Regions from separate parts of the Mus musculus genome. Here all the other regions are linked to region 1. The links are chromatin contacts, called in public Hi-C, HiChIP or PLAC-seq and promoter capture Hi-C maps. All regions are on one chromosome and are shown on one strand. Each heading gives the region's core, a stretch centred on a gene start, on an enhancer-like site or on the middle of the called end of the contact. The rest is flanking DNA. Distances are from core to core; before and after follow the strand shown. Region 1 overlaps Gm4827 (predicted gene 4827). Region 2 overlaps Gm16619 (predicted gene, 16619). Region 3 overlaps Cd47 (CD47 antigen (Rh-related antigen, integrin-associated signal transducer)). Region 4 has its middle 110 kb from the start of Gm4827.

Region 1 (3,336 bases), core at 347-2,846:
TATTCAGCCAGAGACCTCAACCCATGGAATGATACCACCTGCCTTCATGACACACCTCAGCTCCTCCTTGGTTAAACCTCTCTGGAAGCAGACACATCCAAGGGACACACAACTCCCAGGTCATTCCAAGCCCAGTCAAAATGACCCTGAAGATAAACCCCAGCAGACTACATTCTGGCTATGGGAAAGAACATCATCTAACCAAGGCAGGACAGCCAGGGCTACACAGAGAAACCCTGTCTCGAAAAGAAAAAAAAAAAGGAATATCTGATTTACATTTTAAAAGACCAATCTGGTTGCTACAGTGGCAAGTGAAGCCCCTCTTTGGGGAAAGGTGGCAGTAAGAAACTGCCGACAAGATATTTTGGGTATCCAGGTGAAAGCTGATGAATGGTGGCTTGTCCCCGAGAGGAGCTGCAAAGATGGCGAGGAAGCGACAGATGCAGACTATTTTGGAGGTAAGCCAACAAGAATTGGAAGGGGATGGAAGATACTATTTCTAAATAAAGAATACAACAGTTCCTATCTTTAGTTCAAAAGCCTTTTATGTCAAATGATATAGCAGCTAATAGATCCACTCTAAAAATATACTTAATGTACATTTATGCTAATATTAAAGTTCTTTAGGCCTTTAAAGTTTTTCTATCATAAAAATAGTGCATGCTTATGAAAGAAAAATTCCAGATACAGAAAAACAAAAGTTAGAATATTATATATATATATATATATATATATGATACAAGTTTTTTTTTCTGAAAAATTATGGTTTGATCTTGCATTGTGAGGGCGCCAAATCAAATTCCTTTCTCTTTCTCTGTCCCTGTCCCTCCTCTCCCTCTGTCTGTCTGTGTGTGTCTCTCTCTGTCTCTGTCTCTCTCTGTCTCTGTCTCTCTGTCTCTCTGTCTCTCTCTGTCTCTCCCCCCCCTTCTGTCTCTGTTTTTTTTTTCTCTCTCTCTCTCTCTCTCATTTGAAAAACTGCAGTTTAACCACAGCAACACAATAGCTTCCTGTAGATCTATTTTGTGTATCAGAGATACCTTCCCGGGGGGCAGACTGGGGCTAGTGGAGTTCCACCTCTCCCAGACCTTAACTTAAGAACTTCACTGGCCTGCTACACAAATCTATATCTATTCCTGTTTTGATGGGGAGGAGGAGGAGGAGGAGGAGGAGGAGGAGGAGGAGGAGGAGGAGGAGGAGGAGGAGGAGGAACCCCAGTTATTGACAGCAACATTTGCCTGAGCAAGGATGAATAATTCAGGTCAGTGGGGGAGCTAGTTGGAAAACCTTTTAAAAGGGCAGTCAAGCCTGTGTTTAGAATCCAGCTGATGTGTGGCCTGTTTCTGTAGGAGGGCCCTTGAGTTCTGTTATTTTTAATGCATTTGCCCTATACCCCTCCGCAAACTCACCCATGCACTAGGTTCCCTATTTGACCTTGTCAATTTAAAACTTAGGATGCGGTCGATTGCTGCACGGGATTGGCGAGAGTGAGTGGTTAGGGGACACAGCAGGGGCACGGGACCCTAAGGTCCTGCGCAGAGAGAAGAGCCGAAGGCTAGGCTGGTCTTTCAGCAGCGTCCCATCCCAGGCTGGTGAGGTAGCGCGAGCCAGTGAGCTGTAAAGTGGCAGGAACCTCCGCGCAGCATCCTCTCCCCTGCCGCGCGCAGTAATGGATCTCTGCGTCCTAAAAGAGGAAGATAATACCGGGTTTAGCTTATAAATAGATGGTTGTATGCTCTCCCTGCGAAGCATTGATTGAGACAGCCAAGCTGACTATTGATCTAATTTTAACTTACATTTTAGCCCTCACGCTCCCGCCTTCCTGTCAGTGCTCCGGTGAGTGACCGGCATTAGCCAGTGAAACCGCTAGAGGGCGAGCCGCTTGCCTCCTGGGCTCTATGGGTCTGGCCTCTATTTATGCAGACTAAACAATGCTAGCCTTCATCGAATCTGAAAGATAGGAGTTTGCTTTTCTCGCGCTGGGATGACCTCATCACTGATGAAAGTCAGAGAAAAGCATAGAATTGGACGACTGGCAGCAGAGAGAGATAAAGCTTGCAGTTAACCTCCTCCCACTCCACCACTTCCACAGAACACCAGGCATGTGCTTCCTACCCAAACCTGGTGAAACAGTGAGGGCAGACGAAGGGAATGAGAAGTTCTCGCAGTTGTCACTCCTGTGAAACAATCACGGTGTAAAAAGTTCATACTGCCTATGCCCTGCCTTTACTGAGATGTCACTAAATGCCAGTACGAGGCCGACCTCCAGGCAAGTGACTTAATTTAAAAATATATTATTTCAGGCCAGCCTAGGCTAGAAACTGAGACCCTGTCTCAAAACAGCCAAAACAAACAAAACACTATATATGTGTGTGTATTCATTATTTCTAAACATAATTCATATTGTCAAGGTTTAATGAATACCAGCAATTTCATACTAGTGGTTTATGTAGCTCAAATCTTGTGGTATTAATAGGGTTGGGAATTGAAGCCCACCACTTTCTCGTTCATTACCTTTTGAATCATGGAGTATTGGATACAATGTGTGGGGGTGCCAGCTATGATCAGGTTAGGCTGATCTAGATCAGGCTAGCCTATGGGCATGCCTGGAGGGGCTTTTTTCCTACTTAGGTTAAATGGAAAGACCCAGCTCGGTGTACACAGTACTATTCTCTGGCATTTGGGTCCTAGGCTGTATTAAGTAAAGCAAGGAAAAAACCCCACCAGAAACAGAATGCATACCTCTCCAGACGTTCCCACCTCGCCCTGAGCTTCCTCAGCATTTAGACCTGCCTTTCCTGATTGAATAAAACATTATTCGTAAGAGCTAGTGGCTGCCAAGCATCTGTTTCAGGTCAGGCATTGTGCTTGCCATTATAATTACATTCATTACCTCATTAAATCCTCAAGAAAACCTATCAGATTCTATTATTAACTCATTTTAGAGCTTAAGAAGCAGGCTACAGTCTTTGCCTAAAGTGGAGTACCTAGAAAGGGACAGAATCCTTGTTGATTCTGTGAGGGATTGCCTAGATCAGGCTAGCCTGTGGGCATGCCTAGGAGGGGCTTTTTTCTTTCTTAGATTAATTGGTGTGGAAAGACCCAGCCAACCGGCCCGCTGTATGCAGTGTCTCTGGGGTTGAGTCCTGGGCTGTATTAGAGTAAAGCAAGCAAGCACAGGTGAATTTATTTCTCTCTGCTCTAGACTGCGGATGTGCTCCGACTAGTTGCTTCAAGCTCCTGCCAGTGTGACTTCCCCCCAAAATAATGGACTATAAGCTGGAATTGTGAGCTAAAATAGGCCCTTTCTCCCATAAGTTGTTTTTTTATATCGGGATA
Region 2 (3,336 bases), core at 523-3,022, 240 kb before region 1:
TTTGGAAGTTAAAAGGTCATGAACGCTTTATGAAATCAGCCAAAAGAATTAACAAGACAATCAGTGACCCCCAAAAAAAATGTTGTAAAGCCTTTGGTTTTCATAAAGACAACTCTCTCTGCAGGAAAAGAAAGATACCCTCCCCCACATTCCACGCTCCTCTAAATGTGCCCAAACATTCCCTTATAAATCCACTTGATATAGTGCTTTCTTAGTGCACATAATTACCCTTTAATAGATCCTTTTTTTTAGCCAATGAGATTATCAACCTTTTTTTCTACTTTACTTTTAAACCTCTATCTTTGTCCCATATCATAACTTTCTTTTCCTTCAAAATCCAATTTATACAATTTGTTTTTGGAGCTTCAAAACAGTTACTATTTGTGTAGTCCATAGGTTTCCTCTGGAGGAGAAAATGCTTATTCCACCCAATAGTGTCATTGCTTTTTATTATTCTTGTTACAGGGCAGGGGAAGACCATTCATCAAACAATAAGACTCTCATTTACAGCCACTGGGGAGCTATCCTGAAGGTTAGTGTGAGCCTCTGACATTGTGTGCTTTTACCTTGGACAGGCTCCATCTAAGAAGAACAGTGCAGCAGGGTCTTCAGACCATGGAACCTAATTGTCCTCACGCAGAATTGATGAAACTGAGGCAGGGAAACACCTGCTCCCCTCCCCCAGGGCCATACACCCAGCTAATGTCTCCAACCCACTGGGTTTTCCACTAAGCAGAAAATTACAGAAATTCTTCATAACACCTCGAATTCATTGCAAGTTGGTCTTGTAATTGTTTATTCTTATCTCAGCAATATGGAGGCATGACAACATATGCATCTGGCCTTTATACAATATTGCACAATCTGTTTGGTTAATTTTGAGTTGCTCCAGTCTCAACACTTAAATGGTCTCACAAGTTTGTCCATAAATCAGAACCCATACACATGCCAAGTTGTTAAATTCCTTTGCCTCCATTTCCCCTTACTTACAGTATTCATTTATACCCCTTTGAGATGATATGACATAAATAACACAGAGAAAAGGCTTAGTAACCATAACAACTCAGTGGGTATGAATGAATCTAATTCAAACTACAAATAAGAAGATGTTACTCAACAGTGGCTTGATAAATGTTTGCATGGAAATGTAGAAGAGTTATTATTATTATTCTAACAATTACAGAATAAAACAATAGAAATCTTGGACTGGGAATTGAGAAAGACAAGCCACGAATACATCCCTGCCATGAAGGAGTTTGTGACTTGGGAAAGCTGTTAACCTTTCTAGGTCTCCGGACTTTAATCACCAGCTCTAAGCTAAACTCTAAAGGAGAGAAAGAAACACCCTGGGAAGCCTGCGCTGCCTAACTGACTCAGGAAGCAGCCCCGCCCTGCTGAGAGCTATTGTCCTTCCTGAAGTGAGCAAGGAGCTTCCTTGGTCTCCATCCACAAGAAAAAGAAAAACAGTTCCTGCTCCATTGTTCTGAAGCTCCGTCTCCCAGAAAAAAGAATCATCCTTCCCTCAGGGGAGCCCGTCTGCCCAAGCTCCAGCTAGAGACTGGAGCAGATGAACAAAGCACGTCAGAGCAATTAGTTTTGGCAATTAGGCAGGCAATTAGTTCAGCAGTGTGTAGAATGGGAGGAGAAGGTAAATCGGCAGCCCCAGAGGTGACGGGAAATGTGAGTTGGCCTCCGGCTCTAGTGACACTCAGGTGAGAAGGTCGGGTACTCCCCAGCCTCCCTTCCCTCTTGCTATCAGGACCACAGCGGAAGTTGCTTTCCAGGAGCAAGACAACAGCTCCAGGCTTTCAGCCCCGTTCTAATTTCTTCCTCCGAATGCCACAAGTTCTCAGTGCTTGCTCCAGCGGAGTCCCTGTTGCTTTCTCCCCCAGGAATCTGATCTGCAATGTTGAAATTCTTAGATGCAGTTTCCTGGGGACTCTCCCAGCATTGAGTTTGTTGTTTTGAAAACTTGGGAAGGTCTCTTCTAAGGGGCAATTAATTTCTCATTTACCTAAGGATGGAGGAGAAATTACACAATTTCACACGATATAGTAAGGGGGCCCTTAAAAACAGTGCTTAAAAGGCAAAGCCTTGGGGTTGGGTACCATCTGTGTCTCTTACAAAGCTCTGGCCTTTGGTTTTATCCGCTCCAAACTGTGAGAATGACAGAATGACCTGGGAACACGCACAGCACTTCAATATGTCTTGTCAATTCCAATTTGGGGAATGCATATATTAAAAATTATTTATGTTTATCTGAAATCCAAATATATCTGGTTACCTTCTCTTTTCTGCTGCTAGACTTGGCAATTCTAGATATTAAAAATGATAAGACCCTTCTTGAACATTATTGAGGTTAAATCAAATATCACACATCACAAGAAGAAATTAGGAGGGGGCCGTTAAAAAGGCCAAATAAAGCACCCTAATGTTCCTTTCTCTTTCCTTTCCTCCACCACTATCATCTAATGTAATTGTTCTACAAAGTCCTGGTGTTTAAATGAACAGGAACGGCAGCTGGCTAGTTTTTCAGAAAAGGAAAATCTTTCTATGAATTGCCTGCACCAAGGGTTTTTAGGTGAGGCTAAGAGATCTCTCAAGTGGAGGCAAGTGTAAAGGCAGAGTGTCTGGCCATGACGATACTCTGCTTTTCTACCCCGACTTTCTACAGCAGTATTTCCAGCTGGTTTTCTTGTGACTTAAGAAATAGAAGCCACTTACAAGGACAGAGTAATCAGGGGACGTGGAAGTCAACGCTGACTGCAGCAGCATTTTGCCCAGTGCATTGACAAGATTCTTAGGAAAAGGGAGGAGTGGGAGCCAGTGCGAGCCTTTCAGTTCACCGTGCATAGCCTGTGTTCCCATGACCCACCTAACCAAAGGCACCTTCAGATGTTGTGAGACGCCATGCTGAACCAATTATAGGAACCCTCGTTAAGAAAAAAGATGCAGAATTACAAATACGAAACTAGACATGAAACTGAATATTTACTTAGAATGAGAAATTATATCATGACAAATTACAGGAGTGCTGGAGAATCAGGCCCCTTTCTTCTAAAAAATTTCTACAAGTGATTTGCTGGAAATGCTGACACAGAAAATGTTTCCTGATTATAACCCGGCTTTCTCTCCCCACCTGGAACCTTGGCGAGCTAGGGACTCACGCCAACCACCCTGAACAGAAAGGGACCTGTACCCTATACCTTATTAGCGTCATTATATCTTACCCCTTGCATTTAACCGAGTTCTTTAGAGCCATGTTTATTGTACAAGCAATATTGTAAGTGTGTTGATGGAAAACAAAAGGTGGGAGGGGATCCTCACGTTTCTGCC
Region 3 (3,336 bases), core at 440-2,939, 170 kb before region 1:
CTTGTCTCACTCTGAACGCTATAAACTTCTGAGAGATGGAGTCAGAATCCCAGTTGCTCACTACTAGAGCCAAAGGCATGGTTCCTGGTAAACACTGGAGCCAAAGATCCAGTCCTGTAGCAGACTCTAGGAATGTTGGAGTCAAAACCTCAGCTGTGCTGTGAACTTTGAGGCTATTGGCATCAAAGTCCAGGTCCTAGCAACTTTTATAGTTAACTCAGAGGAGGTTGCATTTTCATACATTTATACCATTAGACTTTGTTCTTATCTGTTTCCCTTACTGCCCTCCCCTGACCTTAACCCCTACAACTCATCTTTACATCAGCTTTGATGTCCCATGTAGCCCATCATCCTGTTTCTGTCTCTGTTTGCTTTAGACCTACAGAACCTTCTCAAGGTCTTCTATTTGCATGTTTTACATACAAACACTTAATCATTTACATATGTGTAAATGTATGTAAAACAAGAGGGACAGGTGAGGATGGCTTGTTTTACTTACCACAATGACCCCCAGTTCTAATTTCCCGAAGCTGTCATAATTTTATTCTTATAGCTGAATAAAACTCCATTGTGTGTATATACCATATTTTTTTCTCTGTTGATGGCCATGCGGGCTATTTTCTTGCCTTGGTTATTGTGAGTAGTGCAGCAATATAAGAATCCCTCAGGTTTACTGAGGACTCATAGATAGAGCGTGTCGTAGTTCTACTTTTAGTTTTTGGAGGGACATCTTTACTGATTTCCATTGTGTGTGTAAAGGCTCCACTTTCCATACATCCTTAGCAGTATTTATTGTCTGTTTTCCTAATGCTAGGCATTCTGGCTAGAATGAGATGGAATCTCAAAGCTAAGGATGTTTAACATTTCTTCACGTGTTCTTTCATTTCTTTGTCTTTCTCCCTCTGAAAACCGTTCGGGTCTCAAGCTCACTTGTTAAGTGGTTGCCTTGGGATGATTTGCTAACTGGATGATTTCTTTCTGAGAACTCTGTTCAGTTGTTGACCAGATGAATTGGTGTTTAATTTTTGGAGTTCTTTGTAGGATTTCGGCGATAATCCCCTGTCAGCACATTGTTACGAAAGGTATTCCCCCATCCTGTAGGTTGACTCTTTGTTCTTGGAGCCATTTTGAGTGGGAAAAGGAGTCAGTAAAAGAAACCTTGGCATACAACATCATTTTGGGAAGAATATGTGTTTGTTACCAGGATGATGTTTGTTTTGTGGACTTGGAGATTTAGGTATTACAAATCATTTTTACTGTGTTGTGCTTTTTGTGCAAATGTAAGCGTAAACAAGAAAGAGAAATTATCCAGGATGTAATTGAATTCCACTCAGTAGAACACAGGTAATGGTGAGCATTTGTTGCTTTGGAGCACAGGAGCTGACAGTGTGCAAACACTGAGTGACATTCATATGTTTCTAGGCCAGTGCTTCAGGACTTGAGTTCAGAGAAAGCTTTTTGTTTCCCCCCTTTTTGTTTTATACTTCATCATTTTCTAACCTGGGAAAACTTAAGAGGCTCAACTTACCCTGTGTTCAGGATCTTTAAAATGGTTATTAGTGTTTATTGAATAGTGGTTTTCATTCATGTGTATAATTTATTTTGATTGTATTCACCCCCATTACCCTCTCTGTCCTGTTCCCACTGATCTCCAATCTTCCTTCCAAATAGTTCCCCATCTTCTTTCACATCCTCTTTGAGTATGAGTATGTGATCCAAAGACTTTTGTAAGGGTTGCTTTTAGAAACATTGGGTGTGTGTGTCTGTGTGTTTGTATGTGTGTTGTGTGTGTTTTGCGGGGAGGATGCTTACATACAAGAGCAGGAACGACTTAGCAGTGTCTATACTGTGAGGAGTGGTGGACACCTGAGTGGCAAAGTCTTGAATGAGTATGGGCTGTTGACACGCCCATGGCCATATCAGGGTCCATAGGAAAATGACAAAGGGTGATGTCACCCCTTGGGGGGTGAGGCTCAGAGTAAGGGCAAAGCCTTTTTTGCCTGGTCCACGAGGATACTGGTAGTCTGTGCAGAAAATGCCCACCATAGCTTTATCCCCTCTCTCTGATATTTTATAGCCTAAAAGCTGCTCCCCTAATGGAGACTGTTGCTATCCAAGTTAGCTAAATGTCCGTGTTTAGTTGTAAGTCATATCCTTGTCTGCTTATTCAACTGTATAAAGTAAGCGTGCTGGGCTTCGAGAGTGCTGCAGTCTTCCCATCAGAGGGCCCAGCATATCTTACTATCTGGCTGGCTGTGCATGTTTGTCTTTTCTTGGTTCTCTTGTTATCTCAGTTAGGTCAAGTCCTTGAGGCTGTGCAAAGATGTAACAGAATACCACAAAACAAACAAACAAAAACGAACAAAGCTCTAAAATCATGTCTCCTTCAACTCTTAATACTGTCAAGCGGCTGTAGATTCTCAGAGAAGGGTGAGACCTTGTGAGTCCCTCTCCCCTCCATCACAGGACATCGACAGCTCCAATCTTGGGCAGATCTTGTGTATGTAATCATAGTTGTTGTGCGTTCAGTAGAACAATGGCTTTGTCCTGCTTGGAAGACAGTATTCCACAATACTAAGCCCTGTCCTCGGGCTCTTACATTATTTTTCTTCCCCCTTCTGAGCTTTGCAGATGGTGGTACAGTGTCCCATTTATGGCCGTGCATTCAGTAGTCACATACTCTCAGTCTTTAGTCCTCAATTTTTCTTAGCAGCAAAATGAAGATGCCATCTCCATCACTGCATTCTGGGCTAGAAATAAGGTATCTCTTTGACAAATATTCGTTAGGTGCTGATTGTGGGTCGGCCGGGTGCTGAGGCCGGCCGTATGGACTCAATGATAAGATGCTACTTCAAGGTTCTAGTTAGTGAGTACAGAAGAGATGGCAAGGGGGGAATGGCCTCCCATTTGTGTGAGTGCATCCCAGATGTGTTATTTATGTCGTGTGCTATGCTTTGCTCAAAACGCTGGGACACCGATGTGGGTGTTACCTCTTCTCAGTACAGAAAGCAAATGAGATTCAAGTAATGTGTTCAAGGTCAAACACACTTCCAGGACCTTAACCTGGATTTCCCTGGCTTGAAAAAAAAATAGCATAAGATATAACAACTATGAAAACATTTATAAAAATATGTAAATAATGAAAATTAAAATTACTCATTAATATTCCTATTAGCAATGGTACAGAAAACCTATAATAGTTACTCTAACGACCTAAGATTTCTGGATTTTGCGTTTAGAGATCAGATTAACACTGTTGTACGTTCTGTTGTCCTCACTGTGCTATAAACTGCGTTCATAGTGATGCGAGAAGCTAGCAGAGTTCTTAAGTGTCAC
Region 4 (3,336 bases), core at 622-3,121, 140 kb after region 1:
ACTCAGAAAGGGAAAAGTGCACACCCAGAGCAGAAAACCATTTGCTTTTTAAAACGAGACATATGGAGTATTGAATGTGTGGGTAGGAGTGAAAGCAAAACCCCCCAAAAGTAATTCACATGGATAAATGCCCATATAAAGAACAAAAATTCTTGATCTGATTTCAGTTCCAAAGTATCCTACAAGGAAAGGCTGGATGTCCAAGAGTCAGCTGCTCTGCCTTCAAGTCAAGATGGTCAAGAGGACAAAATGGGTAGGCCTGGGGACTTGTTTGATCATAGCTGTCTTCTCTGCTGCATCAGCCTTGGTCTTCCACACACACACACACACAGGACCTGAGACAAGCTACCACTTCAGCTATAATCATTCCTAGTGCTTTTAAAAACTGGATTAACAAATCCCACCCCCCTTTTTTTTGTAACCCAGAGGCCTTGGTCTGAGTACCATGGATAAGAAATATTAATAGGTACTGAAAGGAAGCCTAGTTGACAGAATATAGGAATATGTGGAAGTAACACAGCCAGTGAGTTTACAATCTAATCAGGTAATGGAGGACACTGGGGCTTTTGCTAATATTCATGGAATCAGCAAGACAGCACAGCATTGTTGGATACAGGCCTGCAATCCTCCTTTATCCACACTGACTTCACTTGACCAACCGACATTAAACAGGTTGGTAACAGATGTCGAATTTCCAGTTTCTTATGATAAGGTTCTTTGCTTAGCTCAACCTCAGGTTCATGCCAAAAGCTTGCATTATTATTACCTCCTGTGGAGCCATTAGAGGAACACTGGGGTAACATCAGCGCTGCTAACATTGTAGGTATGAGAGATCTCAAACAAGCAATGTCTCCAGGGAGCATAGACAGGGACCTATTCAACCTTATGTGTTCTACATTTTCCCTTTAGAGGCAGGAGGTATTGTATACTGCGGAGGTCTCAAATCCTAATAGTTGTTTTTATTTACTTATTTATTTATTTTCATCTTTTGCATGGATACCTTCCTATAGCAAGGCTGCCACTCTACAGGTCTTAAGAGCAAGGGGTTATAAAGGAGAGACACATATGGTTAACTGCCCCTAGTAGTTGAACATGTAGCATTTGGTTTGGATTCTGTGGATCACAACACTCAAACATAAGCAGTTAAAACAATTATTCTCTTTACCCCCCAAATCTCTTCTATCTAAACAAGGTTTGTTGTAAAGTTTTAGGTCACCTTAAATGTCACAGTGGCCAAGATCCAAGGTGGAATCTTACCAGAGGTGGTGTGACTCCATCCTTGTAACAAGGTCACTGAGTATCAGCAGCCAAGGCATCAGGCTGGTCAGAGCACGTACGACACATCAATCAAATTTGTCTGTCTCTGCCGGTTCCAGGGGTGGCTGCTGAAGTTGCAGCTGTGGTCCCCACCACTATCTGTGGCTGTCTCTCAGAGATAAGGGATCAGTCCTTCATTTCCAGAGAGACAAGGGTACCAGGCTGCAGTCCCTTACCCTTTCAGAAGGAAATGGTCTCTAATCTACGGACTCACATATATGACGAGATCTGAACGCTTCAGTGATGTATCTATCCCTTAATTCTTTTTTTTTTTCCAAGTAGCCAAATTTACTGTCTCTTTTCCTAGAAACCAAAGAATTGTCTCCTGAAACATAGACTAAGAATTGGGAAGCTGGGTTTTTTTCTTTATCTTTTTTTTTTCACCTTACTTCTTCCTCAAAATCTGTCAGAAACCGCCCCTCTCTAGATTCCACTCATTTTATACCGGATGCACAGAAACATGCTTCCCATTACCTTTTTGTGACCTTCTCATGGGAGTGTTCCCTTGACTGAGGCAAGTTCCCCATGGTCAAATGCTGCTTGCCCTGATCTGCACAGCTTTGGACTTTGGGGTGATGGGGAATGAAGAAATGAGCTACAGCAAGGTAAAGCTGAGATCAGGTGGGCCATTTGCTTGGGTGTAGATGCGCCAGCAGCAGCAGCAGGGAAAGTCACCATTTATGATACACAGTGGGGATAAGGAGGGGGGAAAGCTAATCTCAGTAGCAGTTGCTGTAGAGGAGCTATCTGACTGCAGTCATCCACGAAGAGGCAGAGGCGGCTGTGGTTGCACTTTCTGCATTTACTGACTTTAAAGATCAACTACTCCCATCTGTACCCTATCCATTGAAAGGTGCTTCCATTCCCCTGAGCTTGGCAGAGGTGGTTTTGCCAGTCTGAGGTGATGGTGTCTTTGACACGGCTGCACTCAAGTCAACAACCCACATTCACTGCAGGCTCATCTGCTCCCTACACCAGGTCTTTGGAAAGTGAGGAGAGGAAGCAAAGGCTTAACTGAACGGAGTCTTCTGGGAGGAGGAAGGAGACAAGGACAGGTGCTTGATGAACTTCAAATTAAACCCTTTAAATTTCCGCATTTTTAAAAAATGAAGTCATACATAAATTACAGTGTGGTTTGCATATGTAAGAGAGATGATCTTGCTTCTTAACCGCAGATGGTTCTGAAATTCAAGAAACCTCCTGTATCAATCCCCACAGGGGATTTTCTTCTTTGGTCAAACTAAAGTGAGCATTTACTTTCCAAAGCAGCTACAAAATCTTCTGTATCCACTAAGTGAAACAGTCCCAGTGTCAAGGAGAATAGGCACTTTCTGCGGCAGAGTCTTTAAAGGCTAAGCATGTGCAAGGAAAGGCTCCCATTCAAACTAGAACCAAAATGTAGTGGGGACAACACACACCAACAGGTAGCGTCTCTCACGAAAAACTTTTGCTTTAAGAATCATTGTAGACTGGGATTCCTAAGTCTTTTGCAACCACATTAAAGCAACAAACAACAAAACAACAAACTTATGTTTTCTTTTTTTCAGTGAGGGAAAATGTCAACAGAAAGGGAAAGTTTTACCATAACTTATTTCAAGAGAAATTTAATAACTGAAGTTCTTGGATTCCAGTGGTAATGCATGACTCAGGACTGAGATAGAAAGGACAGCAGAGAACAGGAAGAATGAGGGCATCCCTCCATAACACCCTCAGTCCGGACTGTCAGGAGAGGCGTCTCATGCCCTGGATAGTCGTCACAGGCCTCACCCCAAAAGTCTTATCACACATTTGTCAGTCAGAGCTGGGTAAACTTGTTGTAACAGGACTTTCTTTACACTAAAATCTCTTTTGTGAACGAGACTTAGATGGTTTCCTGGTGAGCAAGAAAGGTCATGTATGGAGCCCTAGACTTGGGTTGTCTTTCTGTCTCTCCCATCCCTTTATTTACACACTCAGCCTCTCACTTGAATCCAGAGCTCATACCCAGGGTTCTTGTCTCCTCTCCCTGATCATTGGGAA

What was found. Promoter capture Hi-C pulls out the DNA fragments that hold promoters and counts their contacts. A called contact is a pair of places that touch in the nucleus more often than the background predicts. HiChIP or PLAC-seq counts read pairs in DNA pulled down with a chosen protein or histone mark.
Region 2: a promoter capture Hi-C map of pre-B cells shows a contact between it and region 1. The contact joins two enhancer-like sites. A contact is called at or near these places in 2 of 39 promoter capture datasets (liver and pre-B cells), 3 of 484 Hi-C or Micro-C datasets (Th1 cells, Th2 cells and cortical neurons) and 4 of 9 other capture datasets (adipose tissue, embryonic stem cells, liver and 1 more).
Region 3: a BATF HiChIP or PLAC-seq map of CD8 T cells shows a contact between it and region 1, with 11 read pairs. The contact joins two enhancer-like sites. A contact is called at or near these places in 2 of 15 datasets of contacts at CTCF or cohesin (large pre-B cells and pro-B cells), 21 of 484 Hi-C or Micro-C datasets (B cells, the Ba/F3 cell line, the C2C12 cell line and 14 more), 6 of 115 datasets of contacts at active chromatin or transcription factors (CD8 T cells, bone marrow-derived macrophages, effector CD8 T cells and 3 more) and 2 of 9 other capture datasets (embryonic stem cells and liver).
Region 4: a Hi-C map of the G1E-ER4 cell line shows a contact between it and region 1, with 5 times the contacts expected there. The contact joins two enhancer-like sites. A contact is called at or near these places in 1 of 39 promoter capture datasets (hippocampal neurons), 9 of 484 Hi-C or Micro-C datasets (3T3-L1-derived adipocytes, the G1E-ER4 cell line, the HPC-7 cell line and 6 more) and 1 of 115 datasets of contacts at active chromatin or transcription factors (bone marrow-derived macrophages).

What each region holds. Positions count from the first base shown.
Region 1 is chr16:50,044,360-50,047,695 of GRCm38.p6, forward strand. Gm4827 (predicted gene 4827) reads right to left here. Exons shown (of 4, transcript NR_045935.1): 2 at 1,407-1,681. Among named protein-coding and RNA genes, the nearest start is that of Gm32101, 3.6 kb to the right of the region's middle. Within about 2 kb of position 1,597, at least 139 of the 459 cell types and tissues checked have an H3K27ac peak or open chromatin away from gene starts, as enhancers often do. A contact at or near this core is called in B cells, CD8 T cells, the G1E-ER4 cell line and 6 more, where this site is marked.
Region 2 is chr16:49,802,614-49,805,949 of GRCm38.p6, forward strand. Gm16619 (predicted gene, 16619) reads left to right here. Exons shown (of 3, transcript NR_169118.1): 2 at 466-532; 3 at 1,184-2,267. Among named protein-coding and RNA genes, the nearest start is that of Gm16619, 3.8 kb to the left of the region's middle. Within about 2 kb of position 1,773, at least 89 of the 459 cell types and tissues checked have an H3K27ac peak or open chromatin away from gene starts, as enhancers often do. A contact at or near this core is called in Th1 cells, adipose tissue, cortical neurons and 1 more, where this site is marked.
Region 3 is chr16:49,874,617-49,877,952 of GRCm38.p6, forward strand. The region is part of intron 2 of Cd47 (CD47 antigen (Rh-related antigen, integrin-associated signal transducer)); the gene reads left to right. Among named protein-coding and RNA genes, the nearest start is that of Cd47, 21 kb to the left of the region's middle. Within about 2 kb of position 1,690, at least 14 of the 459 cell types and tissues checked have an H3K27ac peak or open chromatin away from gene starts, as enhancers often do. A contact at or near this core is called in B cells, CD8 T cells, bone marrow-derived macrophages and 1 more, where this site is marked.
Region 4 is chr16:50,185,375-50,188,710 of GRCm38.p6, forward strand. No RefSeq gene overlaps it. Among named protein-coding and RNA genes, the nearest start is that of Gm4827, 110 kb to the left of the region's middle. Within about 2 kb of position 1,872, at least 3 of the 459 cell types and tissues checked have an H3K27ac peak or open chromatin away from gene starts, as enhancers often do. A contact at or near this core is called in the G1E-ER4 cell line, where this site is marked.